Regions from separate parts of the Gossypium arboreum genome. Here region 1 is linked to region 2. Evidence: chromatin contacts called from public Hi-C data. All regions are on one chromosome and are shown on one strand. Each heading gives the region's core, a stretch centred on a gene start, on an enhancer-like site or on the middle of the called end of the contact. The rest is flanking DNA. Distances are from core to core; before and after follow the strand shown.

Region 1 (3,417 bases), core at 207-2,706, 140 kb after region 2:
ACAGATTTTGGTCTCCCCTTGAGCTGCTTCAAGTTCGCATTTTATGAGTGTATCTTGAACGGCTTTGCCTTTTGGAGAGTTTGGAGAAACTAAGAAGAATTGTAGAATATTGGAGAGTTGTGAAGATGAAAAAGGGATGGTGTCAGCGACTTCTTTGGGTAAGAAAGGAGGGTAAAGAGAGTGGTTTTTGATAGGGAAAAAGATGGGCAATTTTTTCCCTACGTTAAAGCCACGTAGTTCATCTATGGTAAACAAGCCTATCTCTGCACTTCCAACATGATTATGGTGGTTGTGGTGATGTTCCATGTTGTGGTTCTCCATTTCAGAAGATTGCTGCAGAGATTTTGTTTCCAAATCAAACGCTTTGTGAAAGTAAGCTGTGGAATATTTGTCTTCCAAACTCTTCATTGCTTTCCTTTCACCATGGCTTTCAGAATTAGAAGTTTGATGAAAATAAGCAGTAGCATATTTGTCTTCCAAACCCTTCACTTCTTTCCCTTCGCCATGGCTTTCAGAATTAGAAGTTTTGTGAAAGTAAGCCGTAGCATACTTGTCTTCCAAACCCTTCACTTCTTTCCCTTCGCCATGGCTTTCAGAATCAGAAGTTTTGTGAAAGTAAGCCGTAGTATACTTGTCTTCCAAACCCTTCACTTCTTTCCCTTCGCCATGGCTTTCAGAATTAGAAGTTTTGTGAAAGTAAGCCGTAGCATACTTGTCTTCCAAACCCTTCACTTCTTTCCCTTCGCCATGGCTTTCAGAATTAGAAGTTTTGTGAAAGTAAGCCGTAGCATACTTGTCTTCCAAACCCTTCACTTCTTTCCCTTCGCAATGGCTTTCAGAATCAGAAGTTTTGTGGAAGTAAAGATTAGCATATTTATCTTCCAAACCCTTCACTTCTTTCCCGTCGCCATGGCTTTCAGAATCAGAAGTTTTGTGGAAGTAAATATTAGCATATTTATCTTCCAAACCCTTCACTTCTTTCCCTTCGCCATGGCTTTCAGAATCAGAAGTTTTGTAAAAGTAAGCCGTAGCATACTTGTCTTCCAAACTCGTCACCTCCTTTTCTCTATCAAGATTTTCAGCATCAAAAGCTTTGTGGAAGTAAGCCGTAGAATATTTGTCTTCCAAATTCTTCACATCACCTCCATCAAAGTGATTTGCAGAATCAGAAGTTTTGTGAAAGTAAGCTGTAGCATATTTTTCTTCCAAATCCCTTCCTGCATTGCCTTTTCCACACTAAAAGAAGAAGAAGAAGCTAGAGTTAGTTAAAGAAAACTTTGGTTGATATGGATTGTAATATGTCACATCTTTGAATAACTAAAAATTACCATTAAAAACACAATGCATAATAAAAGAAGTGGAAAAGCGGATGGAAGAACCATTTCCTTTGATTTTTGGGAGCTTTCTTTTATCTGATGTTTTTGGGATGAAAAGCTTTGAAGGTTATAAAGCTATTTATAAGCAAGGGGAAGGCTTTAATTATGGATCTTATTTGTGAGTCTTTACTTTTTTATCATTTAAATATGTACGGATTAGTGTAATAACCCCAACACTAGCAAATAAAGCACCTTTGGATTTTTAAATATGTAAGTTTGTGATAAAAATATTGTTAAATAAAATGTTTTTATGATTTTTAAAAATATTTTTGGGGTAAAACTGTCTTGCAAAATAGAAAATTATAGTTTTTACTTAAAAGTGTTTTTTATAAAAGTGCTCCTTAATGTTAAATTCACCTAATTATTATTTTAATGAAATTATTTAGGAAACGTTGGTAAGCATTTAGTGGCATTAGTTTAAAAATATTCAAATAATTTTTTAACAATTTTATTATCCATATCTGGTTTTTTATTTTATATATAAAATATTTAGAATTACTCATAATCCTTCCTCAATTCATAAATTGAAGGATAATGTATTTTAATGCACTCAAATCCACATCCTTCCACATTAACAACAATACTCATAACAATCGAACTAAAACTCAATTGACTATTCAATTCTTTTTTCTAATTTACAATAACTCTAATATAATTCATTATTACAAGCATTAAATCAAATTGATAACTCAAATCATAAAATATAAAATTGAATAATAATTAAAGATATATTAATATAGTAATAAAAGGAAACCAAACCAAATAATATGTAAGTATAAGTAATGCATATTTCCTTTAACTAAATAACACAAATAACAATGTATTCTTTTTATTTCACAAATAGCCTTTAAAAAATTGTAATGTGTGTGTTTTTTAAAATATTTATTATATCCTAGAATACTTGTTAATCATTTAACCTTACTTGTAAGTTTAAAAACTCCACTGATAGATTATTAAATATTTTCTAATAAAAAATATTTAAAAGAAAAAAAAAGTTAATATACTAAAAGACCTCTTAAACTACTACACTTTGTTTAAACAAGTCCTTATATTAAATTTGTAGTTAAATAAGTCCCTAAATTATAATTTTTACCCATAAAACCCTTAATTTTAATATTAAAGTAAAAATATTAAATGTCCCATTAAAAATGTCATAGTTGACTTTTTTAGTAAACTTTGATCTCTATTATTTAAAATATTTTAATTAATTAATTTTTATAGAATATATATTTAATAAACTACTTCATTGGAAATTATTAAAATATAATCTTCTCAAATTTTTATCACTAATATATGACAACTTTACTGGAATGAAAGTAGTATTAATTAATTTTAAGTAAATATTCATCTAAAATTTAATATAATATCCCAAAATTTCTCATTACATATTCTTATTTATTGAGGGTAAATCAAATTTATTTGATGTTTAGATTATCAGTTGGTTGTCCGATCCGTTTTAGTAAAATCTTGTAATTGTATTAAGTTGGACGAAGAATTTTAGAGTTTCTAATTGATATAATAATATATTTAATTTTAAATTTATATATTATATTAATTTGATCTTAATTTTAAATAATTCAATAAATTTAACTTTTGAGATGAAATTAACCTTACCTTTTTTATGATTGACTTTTGTCTAAATTCTACTCTATCTAAATCTTACAACTAATCCACCTCCTTATCATCAAAACCACAAAAATAAACACACTCATTTAACTTCAATCACAACTTTAACCCCCTTTTTGTCATTAATATTATGTATCCAAAATTTTCAGGTCATAATTTGCTTTTAATTTTGACCCTTTATCCTTGTAACACAGTCTTCTTTGCTTTCTAAAATAAAATGGCTGTGTTCTAGCCAGGCCAATTATGTGGGTAGCAATGATATCAATTGAAGCTGGTGGATTCTTTGCCTTGTTGATGACAATTTTTGATATAGGATAAAAGGTAGGTTGGGATGTCTCAATGATAGAATTTGGTATTCGTATTAACTAATCAGATTGATTGTTTCATATAAAAATTGGCTTCATATGAACGAATT
Region 2 (3,409 bases), core at 409-2,908:
GTGAAGGAAAAGAAAGAAAATGAAAGTAAAAGAAAAGAAGGTTAAGTTTGGATTATTAAAATTAATAATGCAAATGAAAGAAAAAGAAACAGAATTTAACCATTTTTGTTTGGTTATACTATGAAAATGAAAGGAAATGATTGAAATAATTATAATTATAATTAAATAAATAGTTTGATCGTTTAAAACAATTTCCTAGTAAAGGCTATGGAAGAAGTCTCTCTGAACTCTAGTAACATTTCTTCTCATCTGGTTATAGGTGATGGAGATGAGGCTCGGTCATATGCCGACCATATAACCAAGAAAGTTCGATTCAAAGAAAGAATTGATGAGCAAGATACTGATATGGTGGTGGACTCTGGTTCGAGCTAATGATATCTTGGAATGACAAACTTCTGGGGGGTAATCTTGGAGCGATTGATAAAGTAAAGATGGATTCTCCTAATGTCGACACTGATGATGACTTAGATTTTTTTGAAGGAGACATTCGCAGATCTATTGTCAATGGTATTCCTGCCATTGATTTTTCTGAGAGGATTTAAAAAACCCTCTTCAAAGAAATGGAACTTAAAGTAGTAATTAAATTACTTGGGAGAAACATTGGATATGGGGTCCTTAATAACCTAATTAGCAGTCTTTAGAACCCTATCAAGCCATTCCATCTTATGGATATTGAGAACTGATATTATCTGGTAAAATTTCAATCTATTGATGATTATACCAAAGCTCTGTCCCAAGGTCTTTGGATGATTTATGGCCAATACTTGACAGTTCAACCTTGGACAAAAGATTTTAATCCCTCTCAATCTTACCCAAGCATTGTTTTGGTATTAATAAGGTTATCAGGTCTCCTTGTTTTTTTATACAAGAGAAAAATTATTGACGAAATTGGAGGTACCATTGGGAAGGTAGTTCGACTGGACTTTAATATTGATAGCAGGACTAGAGGCAGGTTCGCTAGAATGGTAGTTTATATTAATTTGGACAAACCTTTGATTGCTCAAGTTCTTGTTAATGGTAGAAATCAGAGGGTTGAATATGAAGCTTTACCGACCATTTGTTTCACCTGCGGAGAGTATGGCCATACAAAGGAGCTATGTGTTTCGATGAAACTGATTTCTGGCTTGGAGAAGATTCAAGGGAACAACACATCAATGGAGAAGGGGGAAGGAGGTGAATCGGTGGCGTACGGTCCATGGATGGCTGTCGAAAGGAAAATCGATGAAATTCTCGGAATACTATTCCAATCAAAACGGATACTAAGGAGAAAGGGAAATCAGGGTCTAGATTTGGTACCTTGGCTAATATGGAAGGTATGACTGTTTTGGGAAAAGAGCAGAATAAAAGAAAAGAAAGGAAGGAGGCTGATTTTCAGGAGAATTTTAAAGCTGCGGTATTGGAAGGAAAGCAGAAGCTCGTATATCAGGGAAGCCCTAATTTTAATAGGTATATGCGATTGGGGGAAGTTTTGATGGATGCTGGGCCTTTCAATTTTATTTTCAGATTATAATGGAGAAGTGGGTCGAAAGTCTGAGGAAGGGGTTTTGGGCCTTGGAGTAACTATGCCATCTGCTAGCAAGTAGAATTCTGACCCACCAATAATTAACCATTTTTAGGTCACTAAGTAGGCGGGCCCTAATGCCGCAATTTCGGATGTTATGTCCACCGAACCAGTGAGTATTATTACGCCTATTTCGGTTCCTAATTTTAACCCTTCGAATTACTTAAATTTCAATAAATCACAAGTCTCTAATTTTATTTCAACTCCTGTTAACTCAACGCATATTAATCCTATTTTTGATAACCAGAAGAAGGTTTTAAATGGGGTTTCTACATTGACTTCGAAACTTGTTTCTTCAGCGATAGAACCAATAGAAGTACATGTTGTGAATTCCCAAGATGGATTAAGTGTTTCCAAACATACTGCTGTTTCTTTTAAAGTAAAAGGGTCACTTGAAGATGCCATTTTAAAAAAGGCCTCTCCATTGAATACGGTTGCTAGTAAAAGCAAGAATATGGGGAAATTATCGGGGAGCAAAAAATGGGGTTCCAGGCCACTAGGAAAATTAATAAAATCCCTTATGGGAAAGGTATTAGTAATAAAAATAAAAATTCTTCAAAAATTTCTTTAAGTGATTCTATGTCTAGGTTGGCCCAGTCTGTTTCCTCTCCTTAGAGTTCTGACCCTGTTACAGGTGATAGTAGGGAAGATAATAGTAATTAATTTTGCCTAGTTTTTTTCTGGTTTGGTTGTTATTGTGGTTTATTATTATTATTATTTTTACTATTTTATTTTAATTCTTTATGTATTCTAATCTTTCTATTTTTTCTTGGAACTGCCAAGGTTGTTCGAGTAGTAAGTTTCTCCACACTTTTCGTGAGTATAATTTAGAATATAATCCTGACATTGTATTTTTTTGGAGTCGAGAGTAAGTGGTAAAAAAGCTTATTCTATCTTTGAAAAATTGGGTTTTGATTTTTCTCATCGTATTGAGTCTGTTGGTTTTTTTGGTGGCATTTAGGTTGGATGGAAGGATTCTTTATCCATTAATATTATTCATAATCATCCCCAGTTCATGCTTTTACGTATTTAGGGCAATAATCATCTCCACTTTAGTTGGAGTTGTTAGAGGTTTTGCCTCAAGATCCTTTGCCTTGGGTAATTTTGGGGTACCTTAATGCCATCTTTTCTGATAAGGATAAAAAAAGTGATCGCTCCATTGGTAAGAGATGTAAACTTTTTGGTAATTTTGTTGATTCATGTAACTTGCAGGATCTTGGTTTTATTGGTCCATCATTTACCTGTCAAAGAGGTAATACGCAAGAGAGACGTGATCGAGCTCTGACTAATGATGGTTGGATCTCTACGTTTCCACAGACTCTGGTTTATCACCTCTCTCGTATCAAATCGGATCATAAACCTATTCTTTTAAATTCTAATCCTGAATTTAGTTCCCTGAGAGGGAGACTGTTTCATTTTCTTGCAGGATGGACGAAGCACACAAATTTTAAAGAATTGGTTGTGGAAAAGTGGAGATTCTCGGGTAATATGGCGGATTCTTTATCTGATTTTACCTCACATGTTAAAAATTGGAACAAGTTTGTCTATGGCTTTATTGGTATGAGGAAAAGACAGCTTCTGAGATCACTTGGGAATATCCAAAAGGCTATGGACCAGTCGAATTCTAGGAGACTTGTTAATTTAGAGATGGAGGTTCGTGATGAATTGGAGAGTGTCCTTAATCATGAGGAACTTTTATGGAGGCAAAAGGCGAGATGTGACTGGCTCCAGTTTGGGGATCGTAATACCAAGTTCTTCCATTCTCGTACTTTGCAAAGGAGGAAATTTAATCGCATTATGGCCTTACGCATCAATAATGAGGAGTGGTGTTCGGATCAGTCTATCCTC

What was found. Hi-C and Micro-C count contacts between places; a contact is called where the count stands out from the background.
Region 1: a Hi-C map of leaf shows a contact between it and region 2, with 2.4 times the contacts expected there. The contact joins the promoter of LOC108483996 here to the promoter of LOC128295438 in region 2. A contact is called at or near these places in 2 of 5 Hi-C or Micro-C datasets (both in leaf).

What each region holds. Positions count from the first base shown.
Region 1 is chr7:85,599,249-85,602,665 of ASM2569848v2, forward strand. LOC108483996 (BURP domain-containing protein 14-like) reads right to left here and starts at 1,457. Exons shown (of 2, transcript XM_017787592.2): 1 at 1,329-1,457; 2 at 1-1,236. The coding sequence starts at 1,382.
Region 2 is chr7:85,464,002-85,467,410 of ASM2569848v2, forward strand. It overlaps LOC128295438, which reads left to right and starts at 1,659. Exons shown (of 8, transcript XM_053031017.1): 1 at 1,659-1,673; 2 at 1,809-2,090; 3 at 2,774-3,409. The coding sequence starts at 1,659. LOC128295199 (a long non-coding RNA gene) reads right to left here and starts at 1,454. Exons shown (of 3, transcript XR_008285541.1): 1 at 1-1,454.